2 separate regions of the Macaca mulatta genome follow, and region 2 is linked to region 1. Evidence: chromatin contacts called from public Hi-C data. All regions are on one chromosome and are shown on one strand. Each heading gives the region's core, a stretch centred on a gene start, on an enhancer-like site or on the middle of the called end of the contact. The rest is flanking DNA. Distances are from core to core; before and after follow the strand shown. Region 1 overlaps RORA (RAR related orphan receptor A). Region 2 overlaps RORA (RAR related orphan receptor A).

Evidence for each region. A called contact is a pair of places that touch in the nucleus more often than the background predicts.
Region 2: a Hi-C map of fibroblasts shows a contact between it and region 1, with 2.0 times the contacts expected there. The contact joins two enhancer-like sites. A contact is called at or near these places in 2 of 14 Hi-C or Micro-C datasets (fibroblasts and liver).

Annotation. Positions count from the first base shown.
Region 1 is chr7:38,116,095-38,121,066 of T2T-MMU8v2.0, forward strand. All of the region lies in intron 1 of RORA (RAR related orphan receptor A), which reads right to left. Among named protein-coding and RNA genes, the nearest start is that of ICE2, 280 kb to the left of the region's middle. Within about 2 kb of position 3,702, at least 1 of the 40 cell types and tissues checked has an H3K27ac peak or open chromatin away from gene starts, as enhancers often do.
Region 2 is chr7:38,405,763-38,410,885 of T2T-MMU8v2.0, forward strand. The region is part of intron 1 of RORA (RAR related orphan receptor A); the gene reads right to left. Among named protein-coding and RNA genes, the nearest start is that of RORA, 180 kb to the right of the region's middle. Within about 2 kb of position 2,464, at least 3 of the 40 cell types and tissues checked have an H3K27ac peak or open chromatin away from gene starts, as enhancers often do.

The sequences.
Region 1 (4,972 bases), core at 2,452-4,951:
ACTCATCTCCTGTTGGTTCCCTCTCTTGTTCTTACAGCAGTTACTCTCCTCCACGCAAATCATGTCCACTCCATTCCACACCTCTGTGGAAAACTCTGACTTCTGCTTAACCTGCATTCATTCATTCACTCATTCATTTATTCACTGAATATCTGCAAAGTGTCTGCGCTGTGCCAGGCACCATCCTGGTGTAGGGGATGTAGCGGTGAACAAAATGAAATCCTTACCTTTGTGGAGCTTATCATCCCTCAATATCTCCAACCTTCTCCTAAGTAACAGCTCCCAAACGGAGGGAGACCCAGGGTTTCACAAAAAAGTTTCTGCAGTGCTCGTGTCATTAAAGGTGATAATAGCAGATATTTTAATTTCTACTTAAATAACTGGATGAATGTAATGAATACTTACATATGGTTTTCATTTAAAAGAGCAGAGTTTGGCATCAGCTACCTGTGCATGACTTCGTCACCCTCCACCATTGGGTGAGGAGCTGAATGTTACCAGTTATTGTGGCAACTGAACCACCAGCCAATTTAAAAACCAAATTAACATTTGGTTAATTGTTGAATTGATTAAGTTGTCTAATTCTTACCCACAGTGGGTTTTTGGTAAAGACAAATAGTAGAAGAATTCTGAAGTAAAAATTTTAAAAGTTTATGAAGAGTGTACATCTGATGGTAACTTTATAAATATATGTCAAGGTATTCTTCACTGGATTTCAGAATTGCATTTACCTGTCACATAACCCATTAAGATCTCTCCGCAAGTTCAAAAATCAATGTTAATAATAGAAAATTTGGTGTTGCTTATATCCACTTTGGCTTTTAAATTTTTGTACAGATGTGTTTACTAATAGCAGCCAGAAATCCTCTTTTATTTCACTAGAAATAAACCAAGAATAAAAATAAATCACATTTTTTTTACCCAAAATGTAAGCTTTTCTACCATCACTAAAGGCAGATTTACTTTTGATACTATGAGACACAGTTAAATTTCAACCTACAGTTCAATATTTATTTAGTTGCCAAACTAAGCACACTGATATATGTCATTTTAATGTATGTTTCATAAATTGTCATTTCTCACATAATTAAAGTAAATTAAACCATAGGCATCACTTTTTAGGTGGAACTCATTCAGAATTTATTATAATCCATGAATATTAGTAAATACTGTATTCAATTAATTTTATAAAATCTTAACATATACTTATTTAAATGACACATACATTTTAAAACATTAACTCACTTCATTTTGCATTACATGCAAAATGATTAGATGTTTAAAAAAATGTTCAAATAATATATATTACTATGAAATGAGTGCACAAGTTTAGAAGTGGTTGGGAAATGCTGTTCTAGAATCTTTGTATCTGCCCTTGCCCTTACCATCTTCACACCTTCTCTAAGACAACTGTCCCTCTCAGTACCATTGATCATCCTTTCTCTCTGTTGCATCATCAGTCTTGCTTTTTCCACTTTCTTCTTTTCCTCAAATCCATAAACATTATCAGGTGTCTCTATTCTACACAGCCAGCCAACCAACTACACATAGCGTCAGGAAACCTCCTTCCCAGTCCTGTCTTCCCCTCAAGCTGCCACCTTACATAGTCAAACTTCTGGAAAGAGTATTTTTCTGCCATTTTCTCTGCCTCAGGGCCTTTGCACTAGCTCTTTCTTCTGTCTAGAATGTTCTTCTCACAATTCTTTGCATCACTTGCTGAGTCCTGCCATGCAGGTTTCAACTCCTGTCACAGCTGACCAACCAGGCTACAGTGCCCAACCAATCCCTCTTCTGATTCTGAATATTTATTACTATCTGACACTTTCCTTGCTGTTCCAAAAACAGAGCACATCCCTGGATGTGACTCCAGGGTGTAAAATCGTGCGTGGCACATAGAAAGAGCCTATGTTTACTTGTTGAATAAAGGAACAGACAAATAAATGAAGAACCCTTTCAGCCTCCCTTGCTGGTTTCTTCCCTCTCTCCCGACCCCCAAATTCTTGCTTTGTGCAGGAGTCTGCCTTTTAACCTCTTCTCTTCTTCCTTTGCACACTCTTGCTGGGTTATCATAGACACCCGTCACCCTCAGAATTCCAACATTCTCCCATATGGAGATGGCAAACACAGAGCATGGTACAGCCCAGCAATGCAGACATTGCTAGCAGATCTCCGCTCTCTCTTCAGGATACTCTAGTGTGCATGGTGCTCCAAGACAGGCTCTTCCAATCGATAGGATCAGCATCTCTAGGTGAAGGCTATTTGCTTTCTTTGACCTATATGTCAATGACTTCCCAAATCTACGTTTGCAGCACTGGAGTTTTCAGACCCTTTTGTCAAACAGCCTTCTGGACACTTTCATTTGTTCACCTCTACCATCCAGCACAATGCCTGGCACGGGGTGAATGCTCAGTAATTGTCCATTCTACAGTAAGCATGTATTCAGTGACACTACCCACTCAGATAGTCTCCACCAGCTTGCTAGGTATAAAAGGGAGGCTCACCTATTTGTGCTTCTCTTCTTTCAGAGTTGTGGTGGCAATTTGCCAGGTCTTGAGCACAGTACCCATTTGTAAGAAGTTACACGTTTTGGCCAATAGTTTCACAATTTCACCCTTGAGTTCCTTCAAAACTCTTGGGTGGCTGCCATCAGTTCCGGTGATTTATTTCCACCTAGGGTGTCATTCTAGGACATCCTGTCCATTTGCCACAACTTGTTCCAAGGCTTTAGACCTCTCTGTTTTCAAATACAATTGGGGAGTGGGAATTTTCCCCTTCACCTCCATGGTAACAGCTAATGCCAAGGATTTGCCACAACTCTCTCAACTACTTTTTGCTCGTCTTTAAAGTGGTGATGATCAAGTGAGTCCAACTGATATAATGGTCTCTCTCATTTTTCTACAGCCATTGGTCCATAAGAAAAGAATACTTTCTGACTGGCATAGAAATTCCCTGCAAAGTCATCTTCAGATTATCTCCTGAAGCACTGTGCCAACTAACGCTATAAAGTTCCAGCTGATAACTCAGATGAATTCAAAAGCTTTCACACCCACCAGATCATTTAATCTGAATTAACAGTTCTGAAAGACTGATAAGAGAGGCCAGACACTTACCACTTTACAGACAAAGAAACTGAAGTCCAGAGTGGTCAAGAGATCTGAATGCCACATAGCAAGTTAGCAGCTGAGTTGAGGCTCAAACCATTCTTTAGATTTACAATCCAGTGGGTTTTCTCCTTGCTACACCTTGATTCAGTTGAATTGCATCAACCTATCCTAATCCAATCAAATGCTGAATGAATAGTCATTAGGACAACTGGAAAGAACTAACTGACGTCAAAATGGTTGATTCAGTAGCCACATGCATCTATGGCCTCATGTAACAAAAATGCACTCTGCTAAGAAATATTCCCCAAGGAGAGCCTGAGAGAACACACTGAGAGTCCTGCCCTTCAGAGGCCAGCCCAGACTATGTTTGAGGGTGGACAACATAACACACATAAATACATACACAGCTTTGTGCATCTCAAGGCTTAAAAGTTCTTGTTGCTGGATTTTATCTTGAGATTAACTGAATTCTCACTATAGGATCCTCAACTGGAATCCAGGTTGAGGGGGACATGGGGGCCACCTCTAGCAATGAATACATCATCAAACGGGGGGCAACTTTGAGTCAGTAGCAACCACAATTCCCACAAGAGAATAATGAGGAAGCTGAGTAGTTGGAAGGATTAAATACTGGCATTTCATTTTTAGGATCACATTTTGCGTGCAACCGCAGCTCCAGACCTGAAAGACTGGCCATCTCAGATTTGCCCATAAACATAGAGAAATCTGCCTCTAATGTAATCTGACATCGTCTCTACTCTCTGATTAACCACTTTTGGGTAGGCCTCAAAGAAGTGCGTGCCAAATGATGCCCTGTGGATCTCAGGAGCTGCCAGTTTCATTTTCCCTTCTACCTACTCTTTTCCCAAGTATTATCTTGCCAGTTGAGACAATCTGATGGAATGGAAAGAAATATTTAACCATCTTTGATACAAAGATGGGAGGGGGAAATACAATTTGCTATCCTATTTTCCCCCATCGAGGAGATAAAAAATAACTTGTTACATTTAATTTCTTTGGTACAAAGATTAGTCTGAGAGTATTTTGGACTTGTCAGTCATTCAACTCAGTATTTTAAATTTTTTAAAAGCATAACCTTGAAGTGTATGTGTTTTTTTTATAGTTTTAAATTTGAAGCCCCTGAGTACTTTATAAAAAGTTCAATTTGTATGTGTGTTTTTTTAAAAGGTTTTAATTTACTTCATTACAAGCTCTCTGAGCTTTAAATTTTTATTTTTTTCTAATGTTTCTGAGCCTTCCTTTGGAAGAAAAAAATGTTCTTCTAACAAATGTCAATTGATCATTGGGGTCGAGGAACTGTGCAGAGGATGAATGTGGGCTAAACATTCTCTGGCACCTAGCTCATCTCTCTCCCACATTAAGCGTATTTGCTAATGAAGGGAGCATTGGTATGGGACTGAAGAAAGGATTCCCTTAGTCTGTTAATTTACTTGGAATAATTCATTAGCTGACACTTTTAGCTGCGAATTTAGCTGGTAAATCCCAGATCACCCCAATATTATGTGTAAAGAGGATAGTTCAGTTTTTGTTTGAGAACTTCGGGAGGATGGATTAAAGCCCTTTCTCCCATAGTTACCCTGACATAAGGGAGCTTGTTAATAAAGAGCTCTTTGGATCCTTTCCTTTGTACAGGCACTGTATGAATATTTATAGAATATTTCATCTGTAAACAGCATTAAAATATAAACAGAGCATACCAAGAAATAGGAAGGCCATTTTCACCTAATACATAGCAGTGCTGTGAAAATGCTGGGGTTCCATTCCTGGTTATCAGCTAAGGAACAGCAAAGAAGGAAAAAGTTATTTATCAAACCAGGGGACAGCCAATCGTGTGATCCAGTGGAGCT
Region 2 (5,123 bases), core at 1,214-3,713, 290 kb after region 1:
GACTTTTGTGAGTCAACATTATAAAATCTAGCATTTCTAACTGGTAGCATGAGGAGTGCCAGTCTGCAGGATGTTAATGCACTGATAGGCTATAGACAATATATTCCACACTCACGGAAGTGGGGAAACTATAGGTCAGACAAAGCTACAAGTATTTCTTTCTTTCTTTTTTTTTTTTTTTTTCTTTCTGAGATGGAGTCTCCCTCTGTCGCCCAGGCTGGAGTGCAATGGCACGATCTCAGCTCACTGCGACCTCCGCCTCCAGGGTTCAAGTGATTCTCCTGCCTCAGCCTCCTGAGTCACTGGGATTACAGACGCACACCACCACACCTGGCTAATTTTTCATATTTTTAGTAGAAATGGGGTTTCACTGTGTTGGCCAGAATGGTCTCGAACTCCTGACCTCGTGATCTGCCCACCTCAGCCTCCCAAAGTGCTGGGATTACAGGCGTGAGACACGGCGCTCGGTCCAAGTACTTCTTAACTGCAGGACTTCTCAGAGACTTTTAATATGATAATGAGTGCTGTGCAGTGAGACGACTCAAATCAATATATAGTCAACACATTAGATTTGACCACAAAACCCATTTCCCTGAACAACACTTTTTATCACCTCCTAGAGCTGGGGTCAGAAAACTACTGCCCATGCGGTCTGATGTGGCCACTGCTTGCTTTCGTAAATTTTCACTGTCCACAGCCAAGTTCATTTGTGTACATGCCATCCATGACTGCTTTCACACTGCAGCCGCAGCAGTGAGTCATGAGACACGCGCCCGTGGCTCACAAAGTCTAAAATATTTACTCTTTGGCCCTTTACAGAAAACACGTACAAACTTTGTCCTCTGAAATATAGTTTGGGAACCTACTTCATTCATGATATCAATAATTCTAACAAATTTCAAACACTTTTTTTTTTTTTTTTTTTTTTGAGACGGAGTCTCGCTCTGTCACCCAGGCTGGAGTGCAGTGGCACGATCTTGGCTCACTGCAAGCTCCGCCTCCAGTGAGGCGGTTCACGCCATTCTCCTGCCTCAGCCTCCTGAGTAGCTGGGACCACAGGCGCCCGCCACCACACCCGGCTAATTTTTTGTATTTTTAATAGAGACGGGGTTACACTGTGTTAGCCAGGATGGTCTCGATCTCCTGACCTCGTGATCCGCCCACCTCGGCCTCCCAAAGTGCTGGGATTACAGGCCACCACCACGCCCGGCCTCAAACAATTTTTAAAGTCAACATTGAGAAGCTTTCCATGGTTAGAATTTAATAATTACAGTCAGTAACTCTCTTAAAGCATTGTGTCCATAAAGTAGAAAGACACTGTGTGATTATATATGGTCTCTGTCTTCAGGGAGCTCCCAAGCTAGTTTGTGAAAAAGAGAACTCAAGGCACAAACAACTTGGGGGGGGGGGCGGGCAAGAGATGTTCTAAACACTGAGAGGAGGCAATATGGCACAGTAGAAAGAATGCAAGCAGGTGGAAGAGTAACACAAACACAGGGCGCAGAGTCACAAGAGTCAGGGGTTAGTCTTGGCTGTGATACCTTTTCCTGCGTTTTACTGAGCACTTATTATGTGCCAGGCACTGTCCCAGTTGCTTTCCATGAAGGATTGCTCTTTAATTCTTATCATAATGAATAGGTGCTATTATTATCCCAGTTTATGGGTGAGGAAACCAAGTCTTAGGCTGACTACCCTATTAAAATAAAGCACATACCTAGTAGGTGGCGAACAAGAGCCAAAACAAGTCTGTTGGTCAGCACCACGTTATAGTGGCTGCTTCTTAGGGGCAGCATGTATCCTCTGCATTTCCCCAGAAGTAGTGACAGAAGTAGTGGAGAGGGTAGTGCTCTCTAGGCTCTGACACACAGCCCATGTTTGCTGACTGAACAACCGCACAACGTAATGCTATGGCACCTCAGGTGGCAGGGAGGGTATCGTGGGCTGGACTGATCTTCAGAAGGTTGCATCTGAGCAGGGTGTGGAAGGATGGCAGAAGGAAGAGGGGAGTGAGGCACTCAGGGTAGACAGAAGGTGATACTGCCACATCCTCCACTTGGAAGGAATGTGAAAGGTTTTGACAAATCTGTACAGTTTGGAATGGGAACAGCAGAAAGTAAGGGCTGACTACCTACCTTCCACTACCCCTATCCCCACTCCCCCTAGGGGGTAAGGCAGACATAAGCATGCTTTGTGGGGCACACTGATCCACAAACTTGAAAGCCTGAGCTCCACTCAGCAGCGGCCTGGGCAGGATGAACGGTGGTGTGCAGGTGTTTGCGGCAAGCGTAGCTTCTCTTTCTCCTAGAGTCAATCCAGCGATCCCCTGTGAAAAGAATCCTCCACTTGACCAGAGTGCTCTGCATTGGCACCTTACGGACAGGAATCCTATCGGGTATTGCATCAAAGCATCCCACGGCAGTTGTAAGTGTGGCTCCACGAGAGTAAGACACCAGGACAGCTGTGCCACCTAGTGATGCTTGCCTGTACTGTCTGCATCCCAGAGAGTGGGAGAGGCTTCGGGAAGGACTGGTATTTGCTATTTTTGGCCAACACTTCTACACGCAAAGGAATCTGAAGTCTCCGCCTGGGCTTCAAAACAATTCTTGTGGTCTCACTGACCATTCCCGTAAGCCTCAGGGGACATGAGTGTCTTCAAGCTCAGAGGGAGCAGTCCAACTCTGCAGCACGAATTACCAAGGAACATAAAACACACACTTGCCCTCCTCCATTCCTGCCTTTCAGCAGAGAGGGAGGGTGCACCTCCTCTTACATCCTATTGTGACTGCAATAACCTGCAAGCTTTCTTGAGCAGCCTGGAAGTCTTATGCACACAGCACTTGCTGCTTTCTCAACTAAATAGAAATGCTATCGTCTGCAGTCAGAAACAGAAAAGACAGAGGATGCCTGGTGAGGATCTGTCCTACATCCCAGAGTAGAAGAGTTAAAGGTGCTAACCATTAGAGTTATGTGGGTGCAGCTTATGCACACAGAGAATGATCAGTGTTTTCATTTAACAGGGACCTCTCCTCCATTCCCAAACACAGCAGTGGAGGGAAAGGCCTTTTAAGCCTTATTAAGGTTGAGGAAAAACTCTGGTGAAATTATACGAAATATTTTTGCTTCTTTCTGTATTTCAGATTCCTTGCAAGAGGTCCACTGGAAAGCTAGAATTCTAGAAGTCAGGATGGGAAAGCCTCACACGTAATGCTTTTCCTCCTTTGAATTACAGTTAACTCCACTGGTGCCACTGACACTGTTTTCATGTAGTGGTTCTAGTATCGTACGATGCTAATATATATATATAAGTGAGCTATGGCTATGTGTTTTCCGTAAGAAAGGAAAACATCAGTCCAGGAGAGAAATGGAGGATGAATGATATTTATCAGATTGTAGCTTCTGAAAATGGATTTGCTTTACCAGATCAAAGATAAGCCTGTTTCTACACATCACCAATTCTGTGGGAAACATTCCAGATATTCTGAGAGTGCATTTTGAGAGTGAGTAGCTGGTTCCCTCACTGACTGTTTCTACTGTAAGTAACAGTATATTTCCATGCACTCTTGATTGTTATTATACAATTCATCAATAAGACAAAAGCAGAAACGATGTACAAAGAGACCAACAGGGAAGAAAGACGTGAAGATGAAAACGTCAGCAGCGTGCCATGTACGCACCATTGGTTTGGATGTGCCCTGCACAAAAGTGTCCAGCCTGTACACCGCTTACCTAGCTGTTCACCTGGTACAAGATTAAGGAAGTGACAGCTTTTCCTAATTCACTGAAAGTGCCTTGGGACTAAACCATAGCACAGTGTAAGTCAAGTATCCTAAGGGGAAAAGAAAACTCCATATTCATGATCCTTAATCTATTTTATTGATTAAAGATTTAGCCAAATACATCACTCCTGCTTTTGTCCCTGTAACGACCAATGCTGTGTTATCAGGAAGAGAGAAAACCAGACCTGATTGGAGCTAGTCAATCACTCGGTTCTGAATCACTCTTTTCACCCAAAGTCAACAGTCTTGATTCCTCATATTTTAAGATGCTCATTGCAATGTACTGTCACTGTTTGCATACAGCTGTCAGCTGCAAAAACATTTTTTTTGAACACAAAAATCTGGCTTTTGCCCCCCAACCCCCACCCCCTTCCCGGGAGACTCCATGGTAGCCTACTGACTCACACTGACAAAAAGGACAAAGGCCTGGGTTGTCTCCACTGCCTGCCTGTCCAGAGGCAATTAGGCCTCACACAGGCAACCCCTCGGGCAGCAGAGAAAGCTCAGGGAGAAGGCATGGGGTTGTGAACACAGTTTCACGATGATTTCCATGGCCGCCATGAAGGCTCTGATCAGTTACAAATGGGCAGATGCCAGGATGACCCTCCTGATTTCCTGGTCCCTGCTGGACCTGGATCTGGATCTGGATCTGGATCTGGTGTTTAGGGAAGAGCAAAGACCAGAAGAGAGAGGCAGAACCCCAGCAACAAAGCTTGGGTGTGCAATCTTTGAGAAGGCCTCAAGAAAACAAATTCTTGCTTCTCCCTTTTCAAGGGGCTACAGGGAGACGACACAGCTGATGGTTATTTTTGTAGCCAGATAACAAGTAGTGTTAAAGTTGGGCGTAGGTACAAATAAATGTGCTCCATTAAGAATCTACACAGCATGAAGACTGTTAGACTTCATGTATTCCTTTAGCACTCCCAAAGCATTAGATATATATGTATTAGATATATATGTATTATATGTTCATATATATATAAACATTCCTCAGGGAGGACTTCCTTCAGAAAACTCAATACTCAAGGAAAAGGAGTTAGGGGCAGTTTATTTTCGTTATTTTGTTTGTTTTCTCCAAAGTTATTTCTTGAAAAAGGAATCCTTTCAAAGTAAATAAAGGAATCCTTTCAAAGTAAAATAGACTACATTTCATTTTTATCCCAAAGCTGCTGGGTGGTAGGTGTGACTTGGAAAACTGTAGTTTGTTTCAAGCAAATCCACTTGGATTGGGCATGAAGGAAAATAAAATTAAAGGATGATGATGAATAAATGGAAAGGTTTAAGGATCACTTTAGCCAGCATCTTCATACTTAATTGTTGCTTTTACATGTACGTAGTTTCTCCTGA